Regions from separate parts of the Sus scrofa genome. Here region 2 is linked to region 1. A link is a contact called in public HiChIP or PLAC-seq data. All regions are on one chromosome and are shown on one strand. Each heading gives the region's core, a stretch centred on a gene start, on an enhancer-like site or on the middle of the called end of the contact. The rest is flanking DNA. Distances are from core to core; before and after follow the strand shown.

Region 1 (5,085 bases), core at 2,341-4,840:
TTTCTTCTGTTCTTATAGATTTTCCTATAGAAGTCAGATTTTAATAAGAGGACAATATAGTTGGAACTGTGCACTCTAACTTTTATTGCACTTTGCATAACAAAATTGAATTTGTTGAATCTGCAAAATAGAGATAATATGTAGTTAAACTTGGCATTTGAAAAATCTTGTGACTTTCCACCCAAGTGGTGGATAATGTTATTCCTGTCACAAATGAATGGTAACAACTTAGAATCTTATGATCACAGATTAATTTTTTTAAATGTTGTTTACTACAGAGTTTGTTATTGAAGTTTCTCTCTGGGTTATATATTTATTTTCTGAGAAATAAGTATGCAGTAGAGAAGGATGAAAGTAGGAAATCTTAGTGTTTAGCAAGAATACTCTTATGTCACATTATACTCAGAGCACTGCATTCATCGTTTGTTCTTTTTCTTTCTTGCATTTTCAGTCACCTTTTTTTCCTCTTAGGATATTCTTCTGAGAATAGATTGATGTTAGGACTCATTTGGTTCCAAAAGATATATGGTCGAATCTAAGATTTCTTAGGCAAAATGGGCCATGTATTGACTCATGCAAAGTATAGTGTGTAGGGCTGGCTTCAAGTGAGGCTTGAGTTAGATGCTTAAAAGATGGCATTTTCCGTTTTAGTCTCTGGACTCAGGTTCCACTTGGATCCATTCTCATGCAGGTTCCCTCTTTTAATATCAAAGTGACTGCCTAAGGATGCATTACAGTCGCAAGTGCAACTAAATAGAGCATCTTTTCCTAGAAGATCCGAAGTCCATGCTTCTCCTTATTTTGGATGGACTCCTGTGCACCGCTCTGAACTAGGCTAGTGGTTTGCATTTGCCAAATTGCCACTTTTGAGTGGAATTAGGGATATACTTGGCTAAGGGGTGATCGGAATGTAAATACTCAAATAATATTTGGGAGCTAGTATTAGAAAAAGGGGAAGTGCATGAAGAGCCTGAAAACAAACAAACATAAACATTACCACCACAGAAGGGGCATTTGGGTGTTCCTACCAGTGACAATTTAGGCTGTGGTATGAAGATTAAGTGTAGGTATCTTTGGAGGCACTCAAGCTTTTCTAATGCATGCACCTAATAGTCCTAGACTTTGGTTTACCAGAGTCATTGCTGCCTCTCTCTGAACAATGTGATTGTGGACACAACAATTTTCTCAGTCTGGTATCATAGCCTGAATAACGTGCTTCATGGCACATCAGCTTCCCTTTGTTCTCTCTTTCTTCACCTCTGCTATTTCTCTTCCTTTCCACTTTGAGGGGTGCCCTTCCTCGAGCTTTCTTATCACATTTAGTACTCAGATAATTCATACTGTGGTTTGTACTAGACTAGTGCAACTTGCATATAAGCCTTACAGGGTATGAACTTTTGAAGCTTGATCTTTATTAAGGAAAGTATTAGCAAACTGATTTCAATGGCAAGAAGTGTCATGGATACAGAGGCCTCTTCCTAGGGTCAGTGGAAATCTTTTGCCAAATACCCTAATGGCCTGGCAGTTAAGGATTTGATGTTGTCACTGTTGTGGCCCAGGTTCATTGCTCTGTTTTGCCTTGGATCTTAGGCCCAGGAATTTCCACATGTCATAGGCACAGCCAAAAAAAAAAAAAAAAAAATGCGCTTATGAAGCTCACATGTAAAGCCAGCCCAAATGGGGAAGAAAGAGGGTATTGGTTGAATGAGATTGGGCACAGATCACATTTTAGAGCATTCTAGAAATTTTCGTGTTGAGGTCATCCCTCTACCTTGGGGTCTGTCTAGGAAGGGTACTGAAATAATACTGTATTCTCCACTTTTTTGATTCAAAAAAAAAGATTTGGGTTGTCTTCCCTTAGAGAGCCAGGAAGTAATCAGTCTTATGAAGAAATATTTTAGAGCAGCATTTCTCAAATTCCAATGTGTATGCAAATCACCTGGGAATCTTGTTAAAATGCAGATTCTGTCTGTAGATCTGTGATTCTGCGTGTCTATTAGAAAAGCAGTGAGTGAAGCCAAGGCTGCTGCTGGTTCCCAGACTACATGTTGAATAGCAAATCTCTAGTAATTGTGCTGTCTGATATAGTAGTCACCAACCACATGTGAATAGTTAAATTTAATAAAATTAAATAGTTTCATATTTAGGTTCGCTAGCCACATTTTAAGTGCTCAGTCACTGCTCATGCCTGGTGCCTGCAGTATGGGACAATGTAGAATAAAACATTGCCATAATCTCGGAAACATCCATTGGACAACTTTGCTCTAGACGATGGAGAGTCCAACTCTAGAGCACATGGCTTCTTGAAATTTCAAGGTAGCACCATTTTCTGGAGAAGTGGCCTGTGTTTTCCAAAGGTGCAGAACCAAAAGGCTAGCACTCACTAAGCCATGGTGTAATCCAAAGTATAGGAGGAGTTTTCTAGCGACTCAGTGGACTAAAGATCTGGCATTGTCACCACTATGGCTCAGGTCACTGCTATGGCGTGGGTTTGATCCTTGGCCCAGGAACTTCCACATACAGGGGGTACAGCCAAAAAAACAAACAAACAAATGAAAAACAAAAAACAAAACCAAACAAAGTTAAAAAACCTTTTAAAAAATAATGTTTAGGGGATTTCTCAAGATATTTATTTGCCTGTTTGCACATAGATGTCCATCTTCACAATGCAGCAAGACACATGCATACAATTTAGCATTTAGCTTCAATTACCGGCTGTGGTTCTTGTTCTGGTATTCTTGATAAATGTTTTGATTAAATAATTTTAAAACTGTCTAGTAGCTCCTTATCTATTTAGAATTCTTTTTTTTTTTTGGTCTTTTTGCCTTTTCTAGGGCCGCTCCTGCGGCATATGGAGATTCCCAGGCTAGGGGTCTAATCAGAGCTGTAGCCACTGGCCTACACCAGAGCCACAGCAACACGGGATCCCAGCCGTGTCTGAAACCTACACCGAAGTTCACAGCAACGCTGGATCCTTAACCCACTGAGCAAGGGCAGGGACCGAACCCGCAACCTCATGGTTCCTAGTCGGATTCGTTAACCACTGAACCACGATGGGAACTCCTATTTAGAATTCTTATGTGGCAATGACATATATTGCAACACAGGTAAAAATTAAGAATTGAAAATGCTGTTAGTAGCCAAACAACAGCAGCAAACAAAAACTTAGCTATGATTCAACTAAACACACAACTGTAAAACACTCTTATGCATATGGCAATCCATTGGTCTTGGTGGTAAGGGAATAACCTGGTCTCTGTTCTCAAGGTAGGCTTATGAAGTTTGACCTTACACACAATTGGCTCCTCTTTCATTAGAGCTTATTAATTTCAATTTCTTAGAGGAGCAGGGTATACCAATGTCCCAGGTGACACTTAGCTCCTTCCAATTTAGCTCTGGAGCCCTTTTCCAGAGTATAAATGTCAGTACCTTACGCATGGCACTTGAGAATGCCTCCTGAGCACAGGAGGGCTTGTGTAATTCAGCCAATCCTCTTCTTTGGATTTGCTTCAATACAGACAGGACCTTTGTGGTGATAAGTGCATGGCACACTTCTCAACGCGTCTCCGTGACAGAGACGCAGTTTGGATTTTGGCGTCACTAGTTCTCTGGTTCTGTTCCTCCAGGGTCACATGAGTCTTTGGTATTTCTGTCTCCTGGGAGCTGGCATGACAAGTATACATTTGGCCTTAGTGTGTGGTTACATGAGATCACTGGTCCCCATGTGGACATGGGGTGAATTCTCTCAAGTTCCTGTAAGGATAAGTGCAGTGCATTTTGGCTACATGATAAGGTTAAGATGCTCAAGGAGATTCTCCCTCACACTGGCATAACTGAGTACTCAAGAAAGGGAGTTAGATCTACAAAATAGAAACAGACTCAGGAGCATAGAGAATAGACTTTTTGTTGCCAAGGGGGAAGGAGGAGGGCGTAGGATGGATGGGAATTTGGGGTAGGTAGATGCAAATTATTATAGTGAGAATGGATAAGCAATGAGGTCCTACGGTACAGCACAGGGAACTATATCCAATCTCTTGGGATAAAACATGATAGAAAGTAGTATGAGAAAAATCATGACTGGGTCATTAAGCTGTAAAGCAGAAATTGACACAACATTGTAAATCAACTCTACTTTAATAAAAATAAAATTCAAAAAAATAAAGGGTGTTGGAGATCAACCAGTGCTTCCCCCACTGAGACGTGGTCCAGCTGTGATTTGAATAATCACAGAGATGCGTGTTGGTAACTTGAGGGGGAGCAATAAATAGCATCTTTCTTCCCCTCCTGAGATTGGAATGAATGAAAAGATGGGCACTGGAGTCAGACTAATGGGGATAAAAATATCACTCTTATGATTTTCGATAAACTGCCAGACATTGGGTCTTAAGGGTTATAGAAGGTGGCTCCTGCTATGATTGCTAATGATATCCACCTCCTGGTCTCCTGGAATGAATGTCCATGTGTAATCCTCTCCCCCTGAGTGTGAGCAAGACCAAGTAACTTGCTTTAATGATAAAATATGACAAAGGTGATGATTCTGGATGTAAGATTATAGCTTCCACCTTGTCAGCAGGCTCTGTTTACTGCCTCTCTCCCTCCCTGGCTTTGATGAAGCAAACTGGAGACACTCTCCAAGTGACAAGAAATTGAGGGCTGCCTCTGGACAACAGTGAATGAATGTTGAAGCTCTCCATTCAATATTCCGCAAGAAACTGATTTTTATCAACAATTGTATGAGCTCTGAAACAAATATTTCTCCAGTTGGGACTTCAGATGAGACCTCAGCTCTGGCTGACACGTTGATTGCACCCTTACGAGAGATCCTGCAGCAGAGGGTCCAGATAAGTAGCCACATCAAGATTCCCAACCCACAGAAACTGTTGTGAGATAGTACATTGTTTTAAACTGCTAAGTTTGGGGCAATTTCCCCCCTAAGCAATAGATAACTAATACAGGTGTGTCTTCTGAGCAAGCTTGCTAATATTCCGCTCCTAAAGTAAATAAATATACCGATTTTCTCTCTGGAGCAACTACATACTTCATCCTCTATAGCTTCTAGAAAGAGAGAAGACAATCAGCCTTTGT
Region 2 (5,898 bases), core at 933-3,432, 230 kb before region 1:
CTTCAACTTGCAACCAAGTCCTTCCCTATGTGGCTGTAACTCACTTATTTGGAGCTTGAAAAATGTACTCCATGGAAGTGCTGTTGTAATTTGCCAGTTTCCAAGATCACACTCTAGTAGCCTCTTTTACCCATCATGGAGTCAGTGATGGTGTGTTTGCAGCAAAAAATATTAGAAAAGACTTCTGTTGTACTTGTTGTTAATGGAAACCCAGATCAAAATATGAGTATTCATTATTTGATGCCACTCTCCAAAAATATGTTTGAAGTTTGAAAAGTTAAAAAAAAAAACAACTTTTGGTTTTGCTTTGTTCTGAAGTGTCGACTGCTCAAAAAAAAAGCAGATTAAACTTAGAAGTATTGGGAGACTTCTGGGAACATTCTGAAGAGTTATTTGGGATATGCTGGACTTATTGTTAAGGGTGTTTGCAGTTATTAACCCCCGTCCTATTTTCACTTCAGATATTTTATTTCAGATTGATAGCTTCCCTTTTCTTATTTATTTTTTTTTTTTTTTTTGTCTTTTTAGGGCTGCACCCACAGCATATGGAAGTTCCTAGGCTAGGGATTAAATTGGAGCTGTAGCCGCTGGCCTATGCCACAGCCACAGCAACACCAGGTCTGAGGCATGTCTGCAGCCTACATCACAGCTGGTGGCAATGCTGGATCCTTAACCCACTGAGAAAGGCCAGGGATCGAACCTGCATCCTCATGGATACTTGTCAGATTCACTTCTGCTGAGCCACGATGGGAACTTTGATGGCTTCCCTTTTCTTGACTGTGGGTTTATCAATCATATGGCTCTTGGAAACACTCATAGCCTTGTTTTGATTTGTGAGGAAGACAAAGAGAAGGAAGGAAAGAAAAATGGAGAGGGGGAAAGAGATTACTGCATGATGGACAGAAGTTGAAAGAGAGAAAAGGAAGACGTTCAGGTTTATGATGATGCTGGGGGGGCAGTTCACAGACTTGTGAGTAACAATGGTCTCCACTTACACAGACTTTCCTTCCAGGGCTGGGAACTGAACTAGATTATTTATATGAATTAGTTCATGGAATTCTCACAGCAGCCTTATGAGTAGGCTGTTTCCTCTATGCCTCACCTAGGGGAATCAACATTTAGAGATGAAACACTTCACTTAAGGCACTACCTCGGCTCCTTCCATGTAATAGATGAGTCTGGATATAAACGCCAGCCTCCTGACTGTCAAGCCCTGCCCTCACGTTACAACACACCCCAGACTGCAGTGAGAGGTGGCAAACAGCGGGTGTGGAGGGTCATGTTGCGTCTGAGCCCTTTGAGAAGGATGGAAGAGGTGCCTGAGAGGGTGTCAGATGGGTTCCTGGTACTTGTCACCAGGCCCGAGAGAGCTTAGGAAATGGGTTCTGAGCTGGAGGCAGAGAGATGGGATTGATCATGGGGCAACTGCTTGGCAGCGGGTATCAGAACATTCCTAAGCTAGAAGTTCCAAACCCAGGAATGCCTCTTTGCAAGTGAAAGCTCACTACCACCCTGGAAGCCGCTGAGACCACTTGCAAACTGAAATTGATGGCTGGATCCATTGTTGGGAAGGTGTTGGACGGTTTGTGGCTTTGTAGTGCTCACCTCTTCAAGGAATTTGCTTCAGAGAACATTCCCTCTGCTCTCAAAGGGTCAACTAGGCAAAATGTTATATTCATTCAAGCAATGGGCCTTTTCTGCATAGCTGCTACATGTGGTCAATCCTTCTGGTCCCCATAAATATTGGACAAACGCCTACTATGTCTGAGACACTCTTCCACGCCACAGAGTGTGATCAGCCCCGCGGACTGGACAACGCCTTCAAAAGGCTGAAGTTTAATTTACTTCATCTCTCATTTTAATACAGGCTCCTCTCTGCCCTTTACACCACAATCCTGGGGGGCACTAAAATACTGCTTAAAGGAAAGAGAGAACACTTTTTTGCAGTGTATTTATAACTTCCTCTCAATTTAGGGTTTGACATGGTTGAGGAGAAAACTAAATATAACCAGTGTTCGTATTTTCCCTCATGAGTCTATTGGGCATTGGAAAAAAAAAAAAGTCGAGAACACAAGCTTTGTGAAAAAGGCTCCCAGGATTAATGAGCAGTTGTATGTATCTCAGGGAAACAGTTTGTAACTAAAAATAGAGTCTCTTTAATTATAGCAACTCAGAGCATTTAATACCCAGATTGTACACTGGGCAGAAATAAATCCCCAAAGGGTGTATGACTAAGGAGGGATGGAGGGGCAGAGCTGAAGGGGTCACAAGAGCTATGCCCCCCCCCCCAATCCAAGGTTGCATTAATGCATGCCTGAGTTTCAGTCAAATATGCTGAGTGCATTCACATGAGAATTTCCTAGTCTCAAAGACAATTAGAAATCAGTTTGTAACGAAGCTAGAAGGAAAAACAGTGCAACATGGGCTATTTTTAGCACACTAAACCCAATTATTAAAAAAAAAAAGAGAGAATGAGTAAAAGATAAGGAAATATAAATGCTACAGGAAAAGGTAATATAAACTTCTTGGTGTGTAGCCATAGTTTACCAAAGAGGTGATTTGTCTAGAACACTAAAGACATTCGTTTAAGAATGGCCGTCTCTGTATTTTATTAGTATTTGTTAAATTCAGATGTCTAGAAAGCTGCTTTCTCAGATGAATTAGAACTCTTAAGATTTTGGTGGGGTTGCTAACTCATGCTGCGTGAACTGTCCTCCCCATTCCAGCCCAGCCAAGGTTCATGTGTTGAAGCCCTTACTTTCAAAGTGGCAGCCTTTGGAGGTGGGCCTTTGGGAGGTAATTAGATTTTGATGAGGTCATGTGGGTAGGGGCCTCACCATGGGGTTAGTGCCCTTATCAGAAGAGAAGGAGACACCAGAGTTTTGTCTCTCTCTCCACCATGTGAGGACATAAGAAGGAAGCCATCTGCAAGCCAGGAAGAGATCCCTGGTCAAGAACTGAATCAGCTGCACCTTGATCTTAGACTTTCTAGCCTCCAGGACTCTGTCGTGAGAAATAAATGTCTGCTGGTCAAACCATCCAGTCTGAGGCATTTTGTTACAGCAGCCATGCAGACTCATGCCTCATACAACCAACCCTGCCACTGGTGTGTTTAAAAAAAAATGCATGGCATGGTTATTGTTCAGTAGTCAAGGAATGACCAATTAAGCATTAAGCATGTTTTTCCCTTCCTCCTAGAGGATTGAAGTCTTCTGGAAATGTCGACAGGTAACGATATCCCCTAATACATGTTCCGATCCTCATCAGCCTTCACCCAAGAACATGTTTAAGGTATGTCCACAATGTGTAGATTTTAACTAAAAGGCAAGAGCTGAAGAACTGAGCATTTCTGTGGAAGTTTAATATTAAAAAGAAGCAGAGAGAGGCTGCCAGCATTTAAACTATTTAATGTCGCACCTTCGTTTGGAAGTAGTAATTGTTATTGTCTTAGCAATGGAAGACGACCTGGTTCTACATACACAGGTAAATGCATTAAGGAAAGAAAACTTCCCATACGGAAGGATTTTGAGCATGGTAATGCTTATTTATAATGTATTTGGTGAATTCCCTCCTTGCAAAAACAACAATCAGATTAACCTGAGGAATGGAAACCCAACAAAAAAAGGAAAAGAATAGAATCATTCTTCTAAACCCTTCATGCACTTTATCTCATGTTTCTTTGTATTTTGGGGTCAAATTATAGTGGCAGGTATAATAGCACCCTGTACTGATGGAGAAATGCAGAGAAGTTCAAGTGAAGGGATAATTTATTCCTCTCTGGTAGATGCTTCCTCAGAAACTTTAAAATAATAGCTTTCCACTTCTAGAGGACTTTGACCAACCATTCTTACATTCTGTTGATGCATTTTTGTTTGTTTGTTTTTGTACAGTGATGAAGGGTCCAGAGCTAAGGAAGAAATTCCACTGCTATTCTCAGATGTATATACCCAAACATGGGTAAAAACAAGGAAGCATTTATAGCACTGTGTATTGTTGAAGTCCTTTTGGTTAAAAATGGGACGAAACAAAACAAACCAAAACAAAACGAAAACATTTCGGGCAGCCTCCTTCCCCTGTTGCCGGCTCGTAAGGTAGGATTGGCTGATTTTTGTTGCTCTCTTCCCCAGCTTGTTTTAATGCAATATGCATAGTCTGAACGTGAACCAAAGGAAACTGCCACTTTTGCGGGTCAGAAATGCAAATATTGGCCATTTCTTATAGTCATGCTTAGAATGGATAGTTCTAGATTTATGTGGCACAGGTTGATTGTAAAACTGATCAAGAGTAGATGGCATTTTAAATGTTCTCTTCTCCCCATTCCTTCGTCTATTCGTATGATTAATGGACATTTCCACGTGCTACACTTTCCGTGGATGCACTCAGACTGTACTGGGACACCAAAAGGTTCCCAGGCTAGGGGTCGAATTGGAGCTGTAGCTGCCAGCCTATGCTACGGCCACAACAACACCAGAGCCAAGCCTCGCCTGCGACCTACACCACAGCTCATGGCAATACCGGATCCTTAACCCACAGATTGAGGCCAGGAATCCAACCCGCACCCTCATGGATACTAGTCAGATTTGTTTCTGCTGAGCCACGAAGGGAACTCCTGTAAGTTTTTGCCATCACAAGAATTAAGAGCCTGGAGCCTAGAGAAATAGGCCTTAGGCTACCTTTTATTCCCAGCGCAATCCACAGCTCTCTCCCACAAAAAAAAAAAGGTGACTAGAACTCTCGCTGTTACAGGAGCAACTTGAGATTGGCTTTTATTAAGGTCAATCATTTTCCAATGTCAGCAATGAATTATTTCCAAGACTTCTGAAACCTAATATCCACAGTGTCCTGACCCTATCGATGAGAATCCATGGTGTTGCCTAAGAGTCTGCAGGAACAAAAGGGTTAAACTCTGGGCTTTGGGGAACATTAAGAAGTCCACTTATCTGGGAAACCTCTTTCAATCTGGATTCAGACTGTAAGTTAAATTCAGTAGCTTTAAAAACCCTTCCAAAGGCTGCAGTCCCTTGGAGGAGGCTGGACAGAACCTCAGGGGTGAGATTGAAGAATAAAGACAGAGCTAGGGTGTCTGCAAAAGCCCAGCCACGAGTCTTGTCAAACAGGTGCTGGTATCTCAGAGGCTGCAATGAAAGTAAATGCTGTAGGGCTCTGCTTGGTAAAGACTGAAGAACTAAAATTGCCAGTTAAAGCAACTGCAGACTGAGCATCATTCGTAGCAGATGTGAAATGACCTGCTACAGAGAAACACCCCCAGGACCGCTCCTGGGAATAGGTCTTCAGGTGACAAAATTGGGACTATGGCAGCAGGAAAGGATACAGATGGGCTAGGCCAGGGACAGGCCCCTTACGCTTATCTGCCTAAGAATGTTCGCCAGCTCCTTGGTGAGGAAGGCTTGGAAGTGAACACCAGAACTTTACAGAACGGAGTCTGTGGTTTGCTTTCTGGGTGTGGTGGTGGTGGCTGTGGTCCTGTGGGTGTGTGTGTACATGCTTTTTCTTTTTAACCTCATAGTGTGAGTTTCCTCACTTTCAATGGACTCTTTTTTTTTGGTCTTTTTCTAGGGCTGCATTCATGCATATGGAGGTTCCCAGGCTAGGGGTCCAATCGGAGCTGAAGCCGCCTGCCTACACCAGAGGCGCAGCAACGCCAGATCTGAGCTGCATCTGCGACCTACACCACATCTCAGGGCAATGCCCGATCCTAAGCCCACTGAGCGAGGCCAGGGATTGAACCTGCAACCTCATGGTTCCTAGTCAGATTCATTAAACCACTGAGCCACAATGGGAACTCCCTTAATGGACTCTTTATAATGTCTTGAGTTAAAGTGTCTGCTCAGGTTTTTGTAGAGACATATCTATACCAGGTGGGATCCACTGAGTTCT

The links. HiChIP or PLAC-seq counts read pairs in DNA pulled down with a chosen protein or histone mark.
Region 2: a contact with region 1 is called in an H3K27ac HiChIP or PLAC-seq map of skeletal muscle, with 4 times the contacts expected there. The contact joins two enhancer-like sites. A contact is called at or near these places in 2 of 47 Hi-C or Micro-C datasets (heart right ventricle and skeletal muscle) and 1 of 2 datasets of contacts at active chromatin or transcription factors (skeletal muscle).

Annotation. Positions count from the first base shown.
Region 1 is chr15:127,964,921-127,970,005 of Sscrofa11.1, reverse strand. No RefSeq gene overlaps it. Among named protein-coding and RNA genes, the nearest start is that of IRS1, 340 kb to the left of the region's middle. Within about 2 kb of position 3,590, at least 2 of the 83 cell types and tissues checked have an H3K27ac peak or open chromatin away from gene starts, as enhancers often do. A contact at or near this core is called in skeletal muscle, where this site is marked.
Region 2 is chr15:128,191,420-128,197,317 of Sscrofa11.1, reverse strand. It overlaps LOC106506385 (a long non-coding RNA gene), which reads left to right. Exons shown (of 4, transcript XR_001301650.2): 2 at 3,199-3,291; 3 at 3,891-4,091. Among named protein-coding and RNA genes, the nearest start is that of IRS1, 110 kb to the left of the region's middle. Within about 2 kb of position 2,182, at least 1 of the 83 cell types and tissues checked has an H3K27ac peak or open chromatin away from gene starts, as enhancers often do. A contact at or near this core is called in skeletal muscle, where this site is marked.